4 separate regions of the Oryctolagus cuniculus genome follow, and regions 2, 3 and 4 are each linked to region 1. The links are chromatin contacts, called in public Hi-C and Micro-C maps. All regions are on one chromosome and are shown on one strand. Each heading gives the region's core, a stretch centred on a gene start, on an enhancer-like site or on the middle of the called end of the contact. The rest is flanking DNA. Distances are from core to core; before and after follow the strand shown. Region 1 has its middle 21 kb from the start of SKIDA1. Region 2 holds the start of LOC127483561 (potassium/sodium hyperpolarization-activated cyclic nucleotide-gated channel 2). Region 3 overlaps SPAG6 (sperm associated antigen 6). Region 4 holds the start of SPAG6 (sperm associated antigen 6).

Evidence for each region. Hi-C and Micro-C count contacts between places; a contact is called where the count stands out from the background.
Region 2: a Micro-C map of ear pinna shows a contact between it and region 1, with 5 times the contacts expected there. The contact joins the promoter of LOC127483561 here to the enhancer-like site in region 1. A contact is called at or near these places in 2 of 6 Hi-C or Micro-C datasets (ear pinna and an unstated tissue).
Region 3: a contact with region 1 is called in a Micro-C map of ear pinna, with 4 times the contacts expected there. The contact joins two enhancer-like sites.
Region 4: a Hi-C map of embryonic fibroblasts shows a contact between it and region 1, with 3 times the contacts expected there. The contact joins the promoter of SPAG6 here to the enhancer-like site in region 1. A contact is called at or near these places in 2 of 6 Hi-C or Micro-C datasets (embryonic fibroblasts and psoas muscle).

What each region holds. Positions count from the first base shown.
Region 1 is chr13:47,804,020-47,809,390 of mOryCun1.1, forward strand. No RefSeq gene overlaps it. Among named protein-coding and RNA genes, the nearest start is that of SKIDA1, 21 kb to the right of the region's middle. Within about 2 kb of position 2,637, at least 4 of the 8 cell types and tissues checked have an H3K27ac peak or open chromatin away from gene starts, as enhancers often do. A contact at or near this core is called in ear pinna, where this site is marked.
Region 2 is chr13:48,559,469-48,564,543 of mOryCun1.1, forward strand. LOC127483561 (potassium/sodium hyperpolarization-activated cyclic nucleotide-gated channel 2) reads right to left here and starts at 2,579. Exons shown (of 2, transcript XM_051821448.2): 1 at 2,202-2,579; 2 at 1,217-2,086. The coding sequence starts at 2,579. The coding sequence ends at 1,961. COMMD3 (COMM domain containing 3) reads left to right here and starts at 2,546. Exons shown (of 8, transcript XM_008268283.4): 1 at 2,546-2,778; 2 at 4,081-4,192; 3 at 4,300-4,363; 4 at 4,459-4,493; 5 at 4,836-4,896; 6 at 4,985-5,041. The coding sequence starts at 2,640.
Region 3 is chr13:48,667,853-48,672,879 of mOryCun1.1, forward strand. SPAG6 (sperm associated antigen 6) reads left to right here. Exons shown (of 10, transcript XM_051820697.2): 10 at 681-890. The coding sequence ends at 746. Among named protein-coding and RNA genes, the nearest start is that of SPAG6, 80 kb to the left of the region's middle. Within about 2 kb of position 2,864, at least 3 of the 8 cell types and tissues checked have an H3K27ac peak or open chromatin away from gene starts, as enhancers often do. A contact at or near this core is called in ear pinna, where this site is marked.
Region 4 is chr13:48,587,095-48,591,907 of mOryCun1.1, forward strand. SPAG6 (sperm associated antigen 6) reads left to right here and starts at 3,305. Exons shown (of 10, transcript XM_051820697.2): 1 at 3,305-3,482; 2 at 3,581-3,676. The coding sequence starts at 3,458.

The DNA of each region.
Region 1 (5,371 bases), core at 1,387-3,886:
TGGAAGAACAAAGAAGGAACGCCTTCCCTCTCCACAAACTGACCACGCAGTCTTTAGGTTTTGTTTTTAAAGAACGCCTTCCTTCCCTCGATCTCCATGACTGCAAGTTGAACTAAATATAATTTTCCACTTACGACCCTTCAAACATCAGGGCTATCCCAGGACTCGGCCCACCTGACCCCAGCGATCCCCACCCCTCGCCGCTCTCCCGGCCTCGCCAAGGCTCCCCACGAGCCTGGGCACCAGGTCAGTCTGCGGTGAGCCCAGCAACTTCCGCTTTTCCCCCAAGGGAAAACCCGGTTAGAAAAGCTTCTCCTAGGGTTCCCTCCGCTCGGCCTGGAGATCTCTCGACCACACCCCCACCCTCGCCGCGCCGGAGAATCCCGGATCTGCCAGAACTCCACGCCTGGGGACCCCAACCCCCAAGCACCCTTCAGTCCGAACGGGAAAAAAAATTCGGGATGGGGTCTGCAGAAAGCACGAGTTGGGGAGCGGGACACCAGCCACGTACACGGTGCTCGGGGAAGAGCGCAGCTACAGCCGCACTGTCAGGGCGACCCCCGGCGCTGGGGGCGCCGCCGCACCGGCTGCGCGCCCCAGTCCCCGCCCCGAAGCGAGCGAGCGATCTGGCGCGCCGTCAGGTTTCACTCTTTACTAGAAAGCCGGCTTTTTGTTTAAAAAAAAAAAAAAAAAAAAAAAAAAAAAAAGCCAGGGAGAGAAAGAGAAAGTCTGCTCACGCGTTTGTTTTGGTTTTCCGTCTGTTTGCTTCCCAATTAAAAAGTGGCCGCCGAGGCGACAAGTCTGCGGTTTTCACAGTGTAAAACGGATTAGATGGAAAGCGCCAGCCCCTCTCGACTTTCGCTTGCGGTTTGCAACCCCTGGGGCGGGTCTGACCCCGCGGCACCTGCCCAGGCGAGCTTCCCCGCGGGCTCCACTTCGCGGTTCCGCTCAGCCTGGGCCAGGCGGGGCGGAGCCGAGCTGCGCGCCCCGGGGCGGGAGAGAGGAGAGAGGTTCCCACGGTACCCGGGAACAGCGCGCCCGGGCCCGCAGTTTGCCTCCTTTCTCCTGTTCCTGGGCACCCGCGCTCTCCTCCACAGCTCAGGCCCTGGTCGTGCAGGAGTCCTGGGGCAGCCTGTGGCTGGACAGGGAGGAGAGGGAAGAGCTAAGGAAGATTGTTCTCTGGGGGTGGCACCGGCACCTGGATTGGCCGGTTCGCTTCTTGCTCAGGGCTCTAGATTTTCCCCAGTAAGCAGGACTTGGCTGAGGAGACTTACTTCCTACAGACCGAGAATTCACATGCATATGCCATTTAGTCAAAGAAAAATAAGAAAGCAAAACTGCGCTTCGATCTTCTCCCAATTCCTGTTCTCGCCAAATCAGCGAAGTCTCTCAAAGAGTGGGCTGACGCCGGGGTCGCCGGCGGGCGCAAGGCCAGGGTCCTCTGTGCGCCGGCGCTCCTGCCCGCTCTCTAGCACCGCACCTGCCAGTGAGTTTGCCGAGTATGGGCGCCGAAGGAGCTTCCCAGACCCCCCACCCCCACCCCAGTCCTATCCTGAACACCTGGATCCCAAAGACCTGCGGTCACGGCAACCCTTGACTGTTCTTCCCCGCTGGCCTTCTGCCTTTTAATAAACGAAAATTAGTTTTCTCTAGGGTTGAAGAAACGCCTTTTACTCTTTGCGCCCTGACGCGGGACTTAACGCAGGCTCCTAGACCCGCAGGGAATTAGCAGTAAGGACTGCTGAGAGGGACAGCAGGGCACCCGCCGACGAGGTCCTGCAGGTGACACGGGCAAGGGATCGAGGAAGCCGCCGAGAGCAGCGGATTCCGACAGCCCTGGACGGTCCGGTCCCCTTCTCCAGGAAGACTTAACACCGCCGGCAGCGCGGGCTGCTGACCAGGAGAGCAATGCGCGGGGCGGGGGTTCCACCTCACGAGTCAGCGCGGCGCGGTGTCTGGGGAGGCGCCCCGAGCCTGCAGGGGGCGCTGCTGCCCCGCGGTTCTGCCCGCAACGCCGCGCGCCACCGGCTTCGCAGCTCTGGGCTGCGGTCCCCGGAGGGGGTGGGGACGCTGTGGGAGGAAGGGCGCGAGTGCAGCCGTTAGGTAAGGAACCCGAGCCCTCCCGGATTTGGAAGCGGCCTCAGTGAGGCGTGTGCTGCAGGGAGCTTTCCATCATTCCGCAGCGAGAGGAAACGTGGGGAGGCGCCCTTCCCTGCCCCCACCGCCTGCCTTCCTGCCTCCCACCACCTCCGCTCCCCGACCCCGGCCGTGCTTCCCAGACCCTTTGTTCTCGAGGTTGGGAGCTGCCGGGTGGGGATTCCCCGGGGAAGAGGTTCCCCTTGCTCCCCTCGGAGAGGCCGGGGCAGCCACCTCCCATCCCAGCCCTCCCCGGCGGCGCCCCGCGCTCCACGGCTCCTTCGCGCGCGTCCTCGCGCTTCCTTTCTCGCCCGGACGCCCCAGCTCGCGAGCCTGCAGCGGCCGCATTCCCGCCGCCCTTCCCACTCAGCCGCCACCTCCGAGGTCTCCTGGAAGGGGGTTGGGGAGACAGATGCGAGGGGAAGGAGCGGGCCCCTGGTCTTCCCGGCCCGGAGAATTCCCCCAGGGACCCTTCTAGGCCCCGACCCCTGGGACCGGGCCACGGAGGAAGGGCTTTCCCGGCGCCGCCGCACGCCGGAGGGGCAGCCCCCCGGAGGGATGGCCGCCCCGGCCTTCGCCCACGCCGAGTAGCTGCGTGGCCCGGGGCGCGCGGCCCCGCCGGCCGGGCTCGCACCGTTCGGCCTCCAGACCCCGCTCCCGGAGGGAAGAGGACGCGGCACTCGCGCCCTAGGGAGGCTAATTGCGAACGAACGCCCCCGTGTTCGCCCACCCCACCCTCTGCGGCGCCACCCGCGTCGCCTCTGCGCCGCGCGCGACCCCGAGGGCTCCGGGGATTGTGTCTCCTTGAGTACAGTTACAATGGTGTTCAGCTTAATTTCTCTGTCGGACGAAGGCGGCGTCGCGGAGTGAAGCGGGGGGTGAGGGGGAGGCTGGGGCGGGAAAATGAACCGGGAGCTGAGAGGACGTGGCCGGGGCGGCGGCTCGGGTCCCGAGTCCCAGGTCACCGGGCAGGGCTGCCGGGCCAGGCCCACGCTCGCGCCCTGACAGCTGCAACCCCCCGGAGCTCTGCACGTCCTCGGCCGTTGCGGGTACGCCTCCGCTGGGCGCCTTCCACGCATCCGGCACCAGTGCACGCTCGCGCCCTGGCGGGGGCTCCGCACAAGCCGGGTCACGAAGTAGGTGCCCCCACCCCTCCAGAAGCGGCCGCGGCCCCGAGGCCGTCAGCTTGAGGCTGACTGGAGCCGCGTCCAGACTCTGCGGCGTGACCCTGTGCTCTCCGTCTTGGCGACAGCCGCGCTCGCAGTTTTCTCGGCAGCGGGTTCCCCGGGACACACCCCGTCCCCACCCCCGAGAGCTGGCGGCCAGCTCGGGATGCCAGGCGGCTAGGCGGGCGCTCTGCCAAATTCCGCGTTCCTCTCCAGGAGACCGGGAGTTGCGTCCCAGGCTCGGGAAAGCCCACAGTTCGGGCTTGGGACTCGCTTGCAAAGCCCCCCAAGGCGCCAGGGACGCCTCTGCAGGTTGAATTCCTGCTCCGTATCACTTCAATTTTAATTAATCTTTTAAAACACCGCTGTCACGTCGCTTGCAGAAAATTAATCAAACTTGAATCCTTGTTGCATAGCAAGAATTTCGATCCGAGTCTTTTAAAAAGGACTTGACTTTGCAAAGTCACGTCTTTTACAGTTCCCTCATTCCCCCTTTAGCAAAGGAAATATTGCAAAAGTCAAGACATGTTTGTTTGCTTCTTTCCATCTTCGAAATGAAACTTTCCGTATTTCTGATCTTTATTTTCCAATCTTTGAACAACAAAAAAAAAGAAACCGAGATAAATTGCCTACCTCTGTTAATTCAAAATATAATTACCTTGAATGATCTTTGTTTAAGAGCCCAGATAAACTAAGATAATCTTAATTTTAATGTGACACGACCCCTATTTTTCCTTGTGAATAATGAGAATAAAGAAGTCATTAATTAATACCAAGATATCTCCATAAAAGATGGTATCTGGTCGCGCTGAGACGCTGAAGCATCAGTTGTATTAGTAATTGATACTGTATAATTGAACATGAAGATAGTCATCTATTTTTAACCTCAAAGCCCAGAGTTTATTTGGTGATTACTGAGCTCCTAATAATTAATTTTTGTTCCTTCTTGCTGCTTAAATAATTCTTATGACTCTCAGTCCCCATCCAACACAGAGACTTCTCATTAAAAAATCTACCTCTCAAAACATGATTGTGAAGCTCTACCGCGCAGCACCTCTTTCTGGTCTGCTGTATACAACATATTTGCTCCGTCCTCATGTGTTCCTGTTACATTTCCCCTTGGCTGTGATTTACCTATAAAAATATGAGGACATGATATATGTCTTCTGCCACAGCTTTGTCTTTCTAGGTTCTGTTGGCTTGGTTTTATACACAATACTTAAGACTCCTAGTTTTTCAAGTTTCTCAGATTTGAGGATGAGTTCCATTGAAGAATCAAAAATCTTTGTGCAGCAAAATTGCCGTAGACTGCCCTCCCCCTTAAAACACAGCCCACATTATCACACATTTCTGCTGATAAAAACAGACTTTGCTGAAACAGTTTCCCTCTTTCCATAGCTCTCAAAATTGCCTGGGTTAAATTTACATGTTAACACAACTTTGGACACACACACACACAACACAAATCCTTTCCCAAGAAGTAGACAAGTCTAAATAAGAATAGAAATCTAGACTGTAGCTTTAGCGTGCCTATTTCTTAACATCAATTGGTTGATGTTCCTCACTTTTGAACCAGTGAAGAGAAGGTGTATTTTTCTCACAGGTAAGATAAAGCTCCCTACACACTTTTCCAGTAAGGTGCTTCCCCAAGTAAGTATGAGATGTTTTATCCTGCACAAATATTCTTACCAAAAGCGTATGTTTTACTTAATTGTCAGTGCTGTTCCTACAGGATTGGAAAAGCTTTCCACTTTATTCCTCCCCTCAGTACGATTAAAACTTTAGGTCAATGTATGATGGAGTAATTCTCTCTTCTTGGATTTTATATTTTCCCACTATAATTTAGACTGAAATGGGATTAAAACGGGATCTAGAGTTCTAATCTTGGTTGATGTTTTGGTGTATTCACCGTAATGAGTCCTATTCCCTGGGGTCATGAAGCTCCCAAATGTCAATCAAGCAAACTGATTCAGAAATGCCATTGTTCCCCTCCCACGTCACTCGCCTTCCTCTCATTTTATTTAACAATACCGGAGTTCTCTGATCAGTCATTCGGAATATGAGGCATT
Region 2 (5,075 bases), core at 1,329-3,828, 760 kb after region 1:
ATTATAAAAAAAAGATTTTAATTCATAAAACTAACAAATGTAGGAATGAGGCCTTTGGGAAAAGCTGACCACATAGATTCTGTAAAAGTCCCAGCCCATTTTAATGGTAATCACAGTTGGTTTCTAGAAAGAGTTAACTAGCCAGTTCAAAAAATACAATTTATTTAGAAACTCTAAAACATTGTTAAAAATTATCCTTTTGAGTTTTTCAAATAATTTCTAGATTCTCTAAAAGAAAAACAAATTTATCAGCATTCTGCCTTAATATTTACAGTTTATGATACATAATGAACATGAAGATGTCTGATATTTATTTAGTTATTTCAGCTGCACATAATTATACTGTTGAAAGTCTCTTTGAGGCCAAATTTACTCTACTGGCTTTCAGTGGAATTATTAAAATTTTTAATGAAAGTTCCAATGGTTATTTCATTGATCAAAGAAAAAATTTTAAATACTATTTTTCAGAATACGTTCATAGTTTTTCTAACAATATAAAAAGCATTGGTTTTATTGCTGAAACCAAGGGAATCTACATCTGGGTAGTCATGCCTTTTAATGATTATACTTCTATGTATTTCAATAGCTTGTCAAAGACACACATGTTCTACATTTAAACAAATATTTAATCCTGTGCTTCCTTCAAAGGGAGTTGAAATAAATGTACCTGTAGTAGGAAATTTTAGTTTTTTTAGCAGCAGAAAACATTGTGGTTAAAATTTTTGTGAGAGCTGGAAATGTACCCATAACTTGGGCCTAACACATGAATATATTTAGGCAGAAGAGGACAAACATCCTCCAAGAGAAAGTACTTACATATGGGCCAGAGTAACGTGACAGCTATTATGGAAACAATCTTTGTGAATTTCCTAACTTTTATGCACACAAACTCAACCACTTGTGTTCACTTGCCTCTTTTAAAATAACATTTAAAAATCTATGCTCATGGACAAATGCATTCTTTTTTTTACAGTAAATTCTTTAGGATTAGAATAATCAACTCAAATGCTATTAGAGTATTAGTAGTGTTATCCTAGTTCATAAAATATATATGTATATGTAATAAGAATAATGAGTTTTGGTGTTAATATTGTTTAACATTTGCACAACTCTTCCTGTAAAACAGTCCCTAGGTAAATCAGGTATCTTGGTATTTTCAACTGACTTGTCACTGAAGAGAAACAAGGGAATGAGAATGAGAGATGAGAAGAAAATATGAACGTGATGAATAGGTGTTTATTTCAAAAAGACCCCAGGGAGATTCAGGAGCCCCTCGCTGCTGTGTGTGTTCCTTCTGCGGGAAGAGCTCGTGCACGCGCCTTTCAAAGCTTCCAGAGCAGGACGGAGCAAAGTTCCTGCAGCTGTTCCTGATGTTAATCACCCCACTAGGACACGAGGTGCTCTCCGCGTGCTGGGGCAAGGTTGGACGTTGACTATATGCGTTAAAAACGCGTGTTTGCAAATATATATAAGTCAATTACGCCAGAGAAAGCTTCACCTTGAGCTCACGTAGTCAACCACCGCTCCTGTAGAGCCAAACAACTTTCTCGTCCATAGCCTTTCCCTCCGTCCCTCAACAACGCGCACATTTTACTTTTCAAGTTCTTTTGCTGGAAAATGCCTCATCTACTTTGCTTCGCGGGTTCTTTCTTCTTCGTTTTGAAGAATCTTTCTGGTTCTCCAAACCAACTTCGTAGTAGAAGAGGGGAAGTTAAACTTTATTGAATCTTTGAAGTGATGGCTATTGGAAACAGTAATTCACTTCTAATAAAGATCCTGCCATTCCCAACTGTACTGATAGCCATCTAATGTATTTATCAAGATTCTATTAAGTCATTAAAACCGGACCCACGGCTGCAATGCACAAAATTTTTATCTCCGTTTGCTTTTGAAAAGTATTTGTAGCGGCATAGATGATTTTTAAGCATCCTATGAAATATATCCATCAAGAAGATGATTTTTAAGCATTCTTGTCAAGTGTCTCCCAACAGCTGAGCTGGAGTGCGTTCACGCGCTCACTGTGTGCATGCGTGCGTGTGCAAACACACACCACGTAGTAAGGACTACTGCCGTATTCCAGAAACGGCTAAGAAAAGGTAAGAATAAACCAGAATTGTATGACTAGATTTCCAGTCTCGGGCGAAAGGGCAGTGCTGCGCAGTTAACCTAGTTAACACCCCCCCACACACCCCCACACACACCCCAGTTGCCTTAAATCGGAGTTTCCCGCAGGATTTCGCGCTGAGGGAGCAGCGGGGAGGCTCGGTTTGCGGGTTGGTGGGGACTGGGTCCTGGATCCCGACACCTCCCACCACTTCCCCGGGGTCTCTCCGGGAACGGAGCCGGCGAGCGCCGAGGGGAGGAGACAGCGCGCGGCGCGTCCACAATGCGCCCATGGCCGCCCCTCTCGCCGAGCCGCCGCCGCTCCCGCGGAGGGAACTGCTAGGCGGAAGCGGCGGCGGGCGGCGGCGGCGGGGGGCGCGGGGCGGCGGCGCGGGCCGGGAAGCCGCCCGGGAGGTCACCGGGGAGGCCCCGCAGCCCGCGCCGCCACCCCGGCCCGCGTGCGCGCGCGGCCGCATCAGCTGAGCGCGCGGCGGGTGTCACGTGGTGCGCGTGTCGAAGGTCACGGCGCGCTCACAATGGAGCTCTCGGAGTATGTGCAGAAAGGCTTCCAGATGCTGGCGGATCCCGGCTCCTTCGACTCCAACGCCTTCACGCTTCTCCTCCGGGCGGCGTTCCAGAGCCTGCTGGACGCCCAGGCGGACGAGGCCGTGTTAGGTAAGCCGCTCGGCTTTGAGCTGGACCGGCCTGGGTGGAGGGGCGCTCCAAGAAGAGGAGCTAGACCGAGCGAGCGGGGGAGAGCCCCGGGAAGAGGAAGTCTCCGGGCTTTGCCCTTCGCTCCGGACGGAGTGTGGGGACGTGGCTCTGCTGGGACCCAGAGCGGACTCTGAGCATTGTTCTGGCCACACTTGGCACCTGCACAGAGCCAGCCACACGTTCCTCGCCTGATTTCCCACCCGGTCTCTTTGTTCCTTTGTAAAGCCCGTGTTCCAGCCTTGTTTGTGGCCTAAACATCTAAGGTTTTCAGCCTGGTGTGAGCTGGCGGCTGTTTTGACACTTGGACTTCATCAGGGGCGCTCCCAGCAATTCAGGCTTCTTGGGCTAGGCTGGCAAACGTTTAAAAGGGACTGTTTCCGAAGTAATTACTGGCTCGAATAGTGTTGACAACTTCCAACCTAGAGAATACCTCTGGCTGCTAGGATCGCTGCAGCCCTCTAGTTCAGTGTGTTGTACCCCGGTTCTACTCCTAAGACATGAAAGTGGGGTGCGTAGTGCTTTGTCCCGCACCCCTTACCTGGAGGCGAGCCTCTCAAGCGACCTGGTCAGTGAATGTCAGTGCGGAGTGAAAGCATTTTAAGACAGATAGCTTTTAGATAATTTTGTTAAATATCAGTATCCCTAAAATTCAAGATTTTGCCTTTTTCTGTAGTACATGAATTAGACACTTGCACAGAAACATCTGAAAGTGGAAGTTCTTTAAACGAAAATAGTAACCGCCACCTGGGTTCATCTCAAAAATCACGTGGCTATCAAAGCCTGAAAATATTGATAGGATTTTGAAATTTGCATTTTGTATTCTGAACTCATGCCCTCTCTTCCACTTCTTGGTGTGTCCACAGAGCCAGATACCCTAAAATTGATAATTTCTAAAGCAAAAATATTCATTCTGAAATTTATACTGTGTAACATACCTATTTCCTTGTTCCTTTTAATTTATTCTATCCAGTGTTAGAAGGACCACTGTTATTTTTTTCTTTGGAGTGATAATGTCTTTTGGAAATAATAAAAATATTAAGGAAAAATAATTGAAACCAGATAACAGAATTATTGATGTTTACTGTTTTGAAGTTGATTTTGTTGCTAATCTCATTTACTTAGAATTGGCACTCCTTTTATTTGAATTCTCTTTGTTATCTTGCTAAAAAGAGGTTTTTACCCGAATTAAAATATCCTCTTTATGGAACCTACAATAAAGAATTTTTCTTAATTATCACTGTCCTCACTGGCAATTTGTTTTAGATCACCCAGATTTGAAACATATTGACCCAGTGGTTCTAAAACATTGTCATGCAGCAGCTGCAACTTACATACTGGAGGCGGGAAAGCACCGAGTTGACAAATCAACTCTGAGGTACAGAATTTATTTAAATATCCATTTATTTTCAAATAGTACCTTTATTATTCCAATCTCAGTTCTGAAAATGGAAACTGAACTTTGGCTTCCCTTCTGCTACACAGCTCTTACCTAGAAGACTGTAAATTTGACAGAGAGCGAATAGACCTGTTTTGCACGGAATATCAGGTTACTTACTTTATACTTTTAAATTAACGATTACTGTTTTTCTTCTGCTCTGTTTGCAAAGACGTATTCTCTTTCTTTTTTTTCTCCCTCCCCAGAATAATAAGAATTCCCTAGAAATCCTACTGGGAAGGTAGGTTCTGTGTAAGGTGTCCAGCTGAGGCACTTTTCACTTGCAGGTATGAATGGAGAGTGCTAGGCTCAAACAAAACAGGGCAGGAAAACCTGGGATCCTGACTCAAAGAAAAGGGGCCAGAGGGCAAGTGAAACAATTGAAGTTAAGCTAATGTTTTTAAAGATGAAGTTTATTGAGATAATTTTAAGATGCTCTTTTACTATTGAAAATGACATTTCACAATATTTTAAATTCAAAATGGATTAAAATGAGAAGGGGGCAAAAGATAGATACCATTTGTAATAAATACTAAACATTTTCTGTAGATATTATGTGCATAATTGTCACTGTATCTTTCAGCATAAGTAGATCTCTCCCTCATATAACTGATGTTTCTTGGCGCTTGGAATATCAGATAAAGGTAAAGTTGAACAAATGGTTCTCTAAGAGGGTTTAGGGAATGTTAAAGAAATAAAGGTTAATATGAACATGTTCTTTTTTTCTTTTAGACCAATCAACTTCATAAGATGTACAGACCTGCATATTTGGTGACTTTAAATGTAGAGGTATTTATAGATAAACCCTACCAAAAAGTGAAGT
Region 3 (5,027 bases), core at 1,614-4,113, 860 kb after region 1:
ATTTAAGAAATCCATCTATCATATTCTAGAATGACTGCCAAACTTCCCTTGACATACTTTCATACACATATAAATTGTTTCTATGGCACAGCATGTATCTCACATCACATTAATCAATAATTTAATATTTTCATACTAAATCACTTATGAAATGTTCAATTTATAAATGTAAATGTATATATGATGCCCAAGAACCAATGAAAATGATGAATTTTCTAGATTTATGTGGTATAAATATTTGTAAACTATTTATTAAGTAGTTCTTCAGTGTGAGTTATACTCCTAGAAATCGTTTCTATGGGTGAGCAGATCTGATGAAAACACACACTGAGAAATGATCTTGAAGGCAACCAGGATGCCTCGGTGGAATGAGGACAGAGTCTCTCTGACCAACTGTTCTCCCTGGATGGCAGTCTCTCGCCTGACCACTCCCACTCCCATACATGTTTGCTGACGTCTCCGGCCCAGTGCTTCCTTCTCTCTCTCTCTCTCTCTCTCTCTCTCTCTCTCTCTCAGTAGCCCCCAACCTCGTGCATCAAGCATTCCTGGAGCATGATTACCCAGGGTGTATTTGAGGTTTCACTTGCAGAATTTTTCAGGTACCTGCCTTGTACTGAACATTGGTGCCCATGGTGCCAAATCTTTTTCATAAACATCTAATAGCAACTTTTCTTTTCCAGGTATTATTCCCCTGGATTTTCAGATGCACTTCTGCAGAGGGTGGACAGCTATCAACCTCCTACTAACTAAACAAAGTCATGTTTTTATACCGAGACCACAAAGTCTTTGTGAATAGTAGTTGTTGAAGTTCTTCCTAAATATTTTATCTAAGTAAATAATAGATTTACTCAATGCAAAATACCTTTAAATAAAGTTTTATGCATATATGTGGAAGGTGTCCGGTGCGTAACAAATCTTCCCAGCCAGATGAATCAATTAATTCACAGGCTTTTATTGGGATTCCGCTCCCGGGTGAGGTTTCTGGTCCCAACAGAGCAGGAGCCAGGGAAATCGCGCAGCAGAGGTTGGGAAAGCTTCTTTTACAGATATAAGGCGTGGGAAAGCTTCTTTTATAGATATAAGGTGTGAGGGTTAAAGGTCGAGGCAGGTCTGATCCTCATTGGTTGACCTTTAGGCACCCGCAGGGACCTTGACAAGGACTTTCTGTCCCTGGAAGTGTGGGTAGGGCCTCTCCATTCCCTGAAGTGTAGGCCTTCTCTCCTTGCGGATCCCAAAGCTACCAATATGCAGTACTTTAAAAATTACGAACTTGAATACATGAAGAGCTATTTATAGTCATTTGTATGCATAGAATTTTATCTAAAGGTGGTTTTTTTTAAAAGGCATTAAAGGCCGGCGCCAAGGCTCAACAGGCTAATCCTCCGCCTTGCGGTGCCAGCACACCGGATTCTAGTCCCAGTCGGGCACCGGATTCTATCCCGGTTGCCCCTCTTCCAGGCCAGCTCTCTGCTGTGGCCAGGGAGTGCAGTGGAGGATGGCCCAAGTGTTTGGGCCCTGCACCCCATGGGAGACCAGGAGAAGCACCTGGCTCCTGCCATCGGATCAGCGTGATGCGCCGGCTGTGGCAGCCATTGGAGGGTGAACTGTGGGGAGCAACTGGGAGCAACTCGGACTAGACTAAGTTACTGGAATTAAGACTTATTCTATGCATCTGCTCTCCCACAATATGGCGCTGGGAGAGGAGAAAACAGCTTCTACACAGCTGCCTCCAGTTCAACCAATAAACAGCTCCTGATTGGAGGAGAGCAGTGTACTCGGCGTGTGGGTAGCAGAGTTGGGATTGGCGGAAGAGGACTATAAAGGAGGAGAGAGACAACATGCACCAGGAACATCTAAGGGGAACATCTATCTGAAGGAACACCTGAGCAGCCCCCGAGAGAGCCGGCTGGCGGTGTGCCGCTCCCCCGCGGAAGTGGGGAAAGTGGCAGGGGGAACCGCCCTTCCACGGAGGTGGAAGGGTCGGTAGCCAACCTGGGAAGAACCAGCAGCAAACCCGGGGAGGGCCGAGCAGATAAAAGAACAGCGCAGGGTCCTGTGTCGTTCCTCCACGAAGATGGGGAGCGACAGTGAACCAACGGCAAAGGAAGACCTTTCTCTCTGTCTCTCACTGTCCACTCTGCCTGTCAAAAAAAAAAGGCATTAAAGGGTTTTTAAGGCATTTGTTATTGTTCTTTTAAAAACCACACACGTGCCCCCCCCACCTGATCTAGATGAGAGATGGTGTTTGAAAACCCTCGGTTATTTAATTATTTATTATTTTTTAAATTTTTTGCCAGTCAGAGTTAGACAGTGAGAGAGAAAGAGAGAGAGGGAGACAGAGACAGAGACATAGACAGTGAAAGAGAGACAGAAAGGTCTTCCTTCCGTTTGTTCACCCCCCAAACGGTCGCCACGGCCAGCGCTGCCGATCTGAAGCCAAGAACCAGGTGCTTCTCCTGGTCTCCCATGGAGTGCAGGGCCCAGGCACTTGGGCCATCCGCCACTGCACTCCCCGGCCACAGCAGAGGGCTGGCCTGGAAGAGGGGCAACCGGGACAGAATCCGGCGCCCCGACCGGGACTAGAACCCGGTGTGCCGGCGCCGCTAGGCGGAGGATTAGCCTAGTGAGCCGCTGTGCCGGCCAACCCTCAGTTATTTTGACCAGTTCCTCACAGGCACAGAGAAGGAAAACTGGCCTTGGGAGTTACACAGAAAAATACAGAAGGGAAGCAGTTCCAAGAGGAAGCTGATGGGAGGCACACAGGGCTCGTGAAAAAAACTGCAGTCCGTGGCGAACGCGGGAGGCGGGCTCCAGGCTCCCCTCCTGCGGCTGTGGGCGCTCTCTCCTCCCTGAGCTCCCCGGGCCCAGCGCGGCGTGCAGCGAGGGGAGGCCGCCGGCCGCTCTCAGGGCCGGCCGGAGGCGGGCTCCCCCACCCCTCCTCGCTCGGCCCTCGGCCCGGCCGCATTTCCGGGGATGCGGGGGTCGGGGCGGGAAGCTGCTCACTAAGGGGCCGTGAGGGTTTCGGTAACATCCCAAACACAGCCTTGGCCGCGTCCTGGGCCCGTGGCCCGCCAGAGGCGTCCCGCGGCTGGTTAGGGGCTGTGGGGTGCTCAGGGTCATCTCCCCGAAGAGGAGGCGCCGGGGGCCCGGTGTTCCCAAGTGCAGCTTTCCGTCTCCTCCCTTGTTGTTGTTCTTGCTCTCAAACGCCTTTCTTCGTGGCATTTTCGGAGTTCGTCTCTGACTGCTTTGTTATGTCTGAAAAACTGCGCCATCCCCACGTTGCCCGATTCTTCCGGCCTTAGTCAGGCGGGGATGGCTCAAGATTTCATTTTCCTAATACTTCCTCGGGCCTATTTTGTTTCCTCGCCGCGATTTCTTCAGCTCTGGAATAGGAAAGAGTAACTGTTTCCAATTTGCTGCCTTCCTGCCTGCCCAGTTTGCCTATGAACCTTTTACCAATCTGAGGAAATAAAGTCGTTTTTCTCTTTCTTCTCGAAGACCGTGTCTTTGACAGCCGTGTTGCCCATGACAGAAATTTCTATAGGTGAAAGCCCACCTAGATATTATTGGACGCTGAATTTCTTACCATATATTTTTGCCGTTATACTTTGTGCTTGGAAGTTTTCCCCTTGAAAGTTCATTTCATAATTGACAAACAGAACTAAGAAAGTAATGTAATATTTAATAGGGCTCAGATGGGTATTGTAATTTGATCATATACAATTTGGAAATTTATGCTATGACTACGTTCCTTAACAATGTTTCTTTAAGCAAGATAAAACTCCTTACTTTTTGAAGTCTATTGTGAGGTGTTTTTTTTTTTTTTAAATATATTTCGTTTGTGCTACAGCCAAAACAGCATCTACCATGGGCTATAATCTCTGATATCCTGTCCCCTGGTTTGAACTGTGTCATTTTCTGATTCTCTGTGTAGACCAGCCCCTGTCTCCAAGCGCCCTACCCACGCCCAAGTTTACTTCAAAGGGCATTCTCGTTGGGTTCGGTAACCTGGATGAACAGCTGTTTTTTCAGTACTTTGTGTTCAGGAATAGAACTGATTGAACTCAACTGCTATCATGTCAGTCAGGTTGCGGAAAGAGTGGAATCAGCGGTTCCTGGAAAGAGAGGCTGAAAACCCGGCTTCCAGGTCCGCAGTAGGGGCGACCCTACACGCTCGCTCACTCACCGGATGCTTGTGAAAACCCCATGCAGTGGAGCAGGTAAGAGTCTGTAAACTGTTCTGTACAAGCCTGATCAGTGACTTATGGGAAATCTGATAGCCAATGACAGATGGACACACTGTGGTCCGCAAGTGCGCAGTCTCCCCCAGGCCCCCAGCTCTTAGATAAGAGGAGTTTAAGCCGGATGATTTATGATAAAGAAAAGCTACATTTCCTGCCCTCATGGAGCTTTCTAATATAAACTCATTTGTCCAGACACCGAGAGTAAAATAGGCACAAGACACTGAACATGAAGCAGGCATACTTAATTTAGTATGTAAAAACAGACGACAACCTCGTATTTACAGGACACTGACCTGTTTTTCTAACCCTTTTCTCTCGAAGAAAACCCTGCCCCTAAAGAAAGGATGAAAGGTTTGCTTGTTTCAAAATTTGATTTGAGGTCCTGCTCAACAGAAACCCTGACCTTAAATTCCTGGGCGAGGCCATCTCCAATCCACCATGCTGTGTTTAGAAGCTGACCTTGAAAGGAGGAGGAATGTTTCTGTTGTGTTTCAAATAACCAGCCCCTGAAGACTGGCATTAGCAAATGTTGAGGCTTAGGTAGACTCTGGCTGATTTTGCCACAAAATTCCCTGTTCAGAAAGTATTGATTTGTAGCTATTCTGTTTTTTTTTTTTTTCCCAGAGATTAAAAAGATCAAATGACAGTCTTAACTATTGCATTTCCCAGTTGTCGAAGAGATTTTTGACTTTCAAAATTGGATTTGTTCAGGCATTTTACTTTCTAGTATGACTTCCTATGCTTTGAAAGGGCCTTGGCAGGCCTTACAACCAGGCACATGGT
Region 4 (4,813 bases), core at 2,055-4,554, 780 kb after region 1:
TCTTTGAAAGTGGAAAAGATGAGTGTAATTCCTGCACTTGGTAAATTCCTGGAAAGGAAGCCATGGACAGCTATATCTTAAAGACTTTGGGACCAGCTAAAGCGCTGTCATCTTACTATTCTAATGGCCTTCACATTAAAAAGAAACAAAAACTGAGTTGACTTCAAAATAGGGTGGAAAAGACAAGAGCAGGAGATAAGACTTAAAGCATGGATAGAAATATTCATGTCCTTCTTGATGGAAAAGTCCAAGTCTTCTACTCTGCTGACAAACTCAATGGCATGCTTGGATGTTCTGCCCAGACCTCAGTGCATGGGACACTGGTTTCCCAAAAAAGAGACAATGCCACCTTCAAGACAGTCACGTTTGCGCCATCATTATACATAACATTTCAGGTCCTCTAACTTGGTTATGCAGTATGTAATACCTTTGTTTTTAATAAAAGTATGTAAATACGGAGTTATTTCAGTGATTTTTAGATTTTGTCTTGGTAAAATGATTCCCAAAGCTTGACCAATTACATGCAGTTGCTAACTGAATTCCCTATTAAATACTGAAATATTTTAATTCTCTTTTGCAGTAGATTTACTATCAGATAAAACTCAACTGATTTTTATTACAAACAAGCCTTTTATTACTTAAATGTTTTAGATAATCTCACCATGGCACCTACTTTACCCTAAACCCCATTTTGCTCCCTAAGCACTTACAGCGCCTCAAGCTATTACAGCCCTTAAAACAGTGACTAGTAGATGCTTGCTGATTGAGTTAGCACAGGCTGCAGTATATGCCAGTAGAGTAAGTAGATGTCCGTCTCTTACTAGACACAATCTCATTAACAACATGTTTAGCACATTGGTGTTTAATATGTATTTGCCTTGATTCACCTTAATAGCAGTTTTTGAAGTATAGCTGTTAACACCTACTTAGCATATATTACACTTTAACTTTTAAAATTCAGCCAACAGTTGGGGAAAAAATATGTATACTGAAGTTAGCAAAGCTTTTTAAAAATTTTTAAAAAGTACATGTAGCAAAGGAGATCTGTAAAGAAAAACAGAAGACTTAAAAATTGGCTTGTGTTTGCAGACTTTTGCAAAAGTAAAGAAGGAATTAAGTGAACAATTATTCTGAAGTAATACACTATAGCTTTTTACAAAAGGAGCCCCAAACTTCCAAGTAAGCATTTCATGGAAACACTTTTGCAAGTTGTTCAGATATTTCATGTCAGTCAAATGTATTGTTTCAAGTGTCAAATACATTGTAGATCTCCAAATAGGCTGGCACTTACAGTCATGAGTTTAATAACACTTAAAAAAAAAACAACCCTGAAGTATCCTTTTGAATAGTTTTTTCACTGGTTAACTATTAGCTTAGGGGTGTGTGTGTGAGATCTTGGGGTATTCAATTAATTTAGTAAAACAGTACTATTTTGTTTCAAGTTAGTAAGTTGAAAAATGTATCAGAAAATTTGGACTGGTTTTCTTGTCAGTAAAGGTAATGATTACCATATTTTATATTTGAATTACTAGTAATTTCACTTATGTATATCATGATCATTCCATATTACATTTCCCAATAAACTTTGAAGGCTTTTTAAAGAAAGCTAGAATAAAGAGCAGAGATTAGCTTTTTAAATATTTCCATTTTAGATGTGAAATAAAGTAAATGTCCTATATTGTGTTTTTCCTCAGGAACAATAATAGAATTCAACTCACAGACATTGTTGAATTCAACTCACAGACACTGTTAGTAACAAATACTGAGATTCTGTATTTTAAAATAATTAACATACCATTTGAACTTTCCAAAGTTTGTAGCATTCCCTATGTGGACTGTTTGATGTCTGTAGGTTTAGACCCCCACCTCTATGCCCACCACTGAGCTCTTAACACTTTTAAAGTAGGAAATATATAGTAAGACAATTGCTAGAAATGACAGATGTAGGAGCTTAGACTTTTGAGTTATTTAAGGACTGAAATCAAATATGAACCTTGTAGTGTTGAGGGGATTTTCTTCTCATGGTGCAAACAAGGAGCTGAAACAAATAGCCATGGTTTACTTGCAATCTTAGTAATTTCCTCACTCTGTTTTCCCCTACTTCTCTAAATGGGAACATACAAACACTTGACAGGACCTGTTCCCTGGGGAAAATGTGATCACTGTGAACCTTAGGTTTAAAGTTTGGTACATTTTGGCTTTTTCACTGGCTTCTGAACTACAGAAGCCAAAGACAGGTACCTTGCCCTGGGGGGTATAAGAAACCTGTCTACATACACTTACTCTGCTTCCTGATTGCTGACTCCTTCCCCAACTGTTCTGAGACCCACGAGGGATCAGGGCTTCATCAGAGATCTCGTGAGCATTAAGGTGAGACCTAAGATTACTACAGAGAATCACTCCAAATATGACAGCCAGCCAGGTTTGCATGCTGTCTTCTCTTGAAGAAGATACCCAGGAGTTTCCTGTGCTGGTCCTGCCAAGCCACAGCTGTGACTTAGGTACCCGCTCCATTGCTGGTGAATCACTGACGTTGACATTTGCCATTGGAACAGTCGGAATACGGCTTTCAAAGACGAGCTAGAAACCAGTGATAGACTACCTACTTCCATTTTGCTATAAGAAACTGAGTTGTTACATAAGCTAGGGAAAAGTGGCTTCCCAGGTGAAGATTCTCTCTTCTGCAAATGGCATTCAGCTACCTAAATGAAGGCTAAACTTAAAGACAAATACAAAGTGTGTCTTCAAATCACATGAAAGTGAGGAGACAGCAAACTAGCGGTACTTGGGAAAAAGCCATGCAACGCAGAGCATGTGCCATACTGTGTCTTGCTCTGCTTCCAGGGTGTACGCACACCAGAAACGCCACGCTTCAGCAACAATGCACCCGTGGGATCACACGCGTCACGTGCGAGATTCCGCTGGGCCGTCGGCGCTCGGACAGCTCGGCTGCTGCGGTTTGCTTTTCGCACCGCTCGCCCTTCACCCAGGCTCTGTCCGCACTTGGGGCTCTCCCCGCGCCCGGCCCGGCCCTCGGTGCAGTCGGGAAGCCACGCCGGCTGGGGTCGGTGTGCGCAAAACCCTGCACTCCTTGTGGACAACTGTACCACTCGCCAGCCCGGAGGGGCAGCGGCTCGGGCAGGTGCATGGTTCCCGCGGTGGTTGGGCGGGGTGGGCGCTCGCCCGGGCGGCCCCTGAGGACGGAGTTCCCCCGGGGCTGGCCGGGTTCTCGCCGCCCTGCGCGGGCGCTGGGACACCGCGGCCGTGACGTCAGGCCCGGGACTGCCCGTTGCCATGAGACGGCCGGTTTGCGATCCCGTCGGTTGCGCGGGCGCCGAGTGTACACAGAAACGGCAGAAACGGACCCCGTCGGCGGCACAGGCGCCGCCGCGGCCGCGCCTTCCGCGGATTCCCACGACACCTGGGCTCAGAGGGGTCCCAGGCCGCGGCGAGAGCCATGAGCCAGCGGCAAGTGTTTAACGGTAGGGCCGGGGGCGAGCAGTGCCCCGACGGGCGGGCGGCGAGTGGCGGGCGGCGGGCCACGGCGCCCCCGCCGCTCCACAGGGTCTCTCTTCTGCAGTGTTCGAGCAGTACCAGAAAGCCCGCGTCCAGTTCGTGCAGATGGTAGCGGAGCTGGCGAACAAACCGCAGAACATCGAGATCCTGCAGAACGCGGGTGAGCTCTCGCCCTGATCCCCACGGCTCGGTGTCCCAGCCTCGCCTGGCCCTTTGGACCCCGGGCACCCCCTGCGCCTCTGGCCTCGCCTCCCCCGCGTTCCCAAAGCTCCACCTTGTCCCCGCTTCCGGCCGTCCGGCTCCCCCGCAGGCTGAGCTTTTGCGGGAGCCGCGGGATGGGGACGCGAGGACCGCGACTTAAGTTCCTCACCCCCCTCCAACCCGCAAAGGCGGAATCATAGGGATGAAGCCCCCAGACTGGTGAGAGGGGCCCAGTGTTCCCGATTTCCATCTTCACTGAAGTCTGGCGAGTGTCAGGTTGAAAGTCAAGGCTGCACGAATTGCCTGGAAGTCATTTTACGTAAATGAGAATCTACCCTAATCAGACCCATTTTATCCGGGTGCCAGTGCGCGTCACCCTGCCTTTGATCACCTTTTGAATTCTTCACAGCAAAGGAATTCCAGAGTGTTTTGCACACTATTTCTCGTCTTGCATTAATGGAAGAAGGATATGCTTGAATCTTTTCCAAGAAATTTAAAAGTAGTTAAAAACCTGGCTTTGCCTAAATCCTTATGGTAACTCTCACTCCACTCTTCAGTCCGAACTCTTGGAGAAGAGAAAGGGATTTTCTTATCTGTGAACATAAACGGACAGAGACAATAATGGTTTTCTTTGTTTGATTAAGGATGATTCTGATACCGTCTGAACTGTAAGGTAGCATTTTATTACTGCTCTGTCATAAGAAGCCTTCAGTTTACAGAGTGTCGTGTTTAAAACTAATTTAGATTAACACAGAAAATAAAATTAAGAATATTGACAGTGCAAGAATATTTGAAGAGGATGTTTACTATATTTACTTTTTTTTTTTTTTGAGGGGAATTTCGACTGTTCTTATGTGGTAATTTCTTTCGTCACTGGGGTTTTGGTGTTTATTTCTCCAGTGTTTTCACTGGTGTATGTGTGAGTGGGGATGTTTAGCGAGGAGAAAGTGTATTTTATAGCCTCTAAAAAAGCTTTCCAGTTTGCAGTTGGACATAACTGTAGATTCACAAGCAGTTGTAAGAAATAATACAGAGGGATCCCAGGTACTCTTTATTCAGTGTCCCCCCTACCCCCAGCAGTGACAGCTTGCAAAAG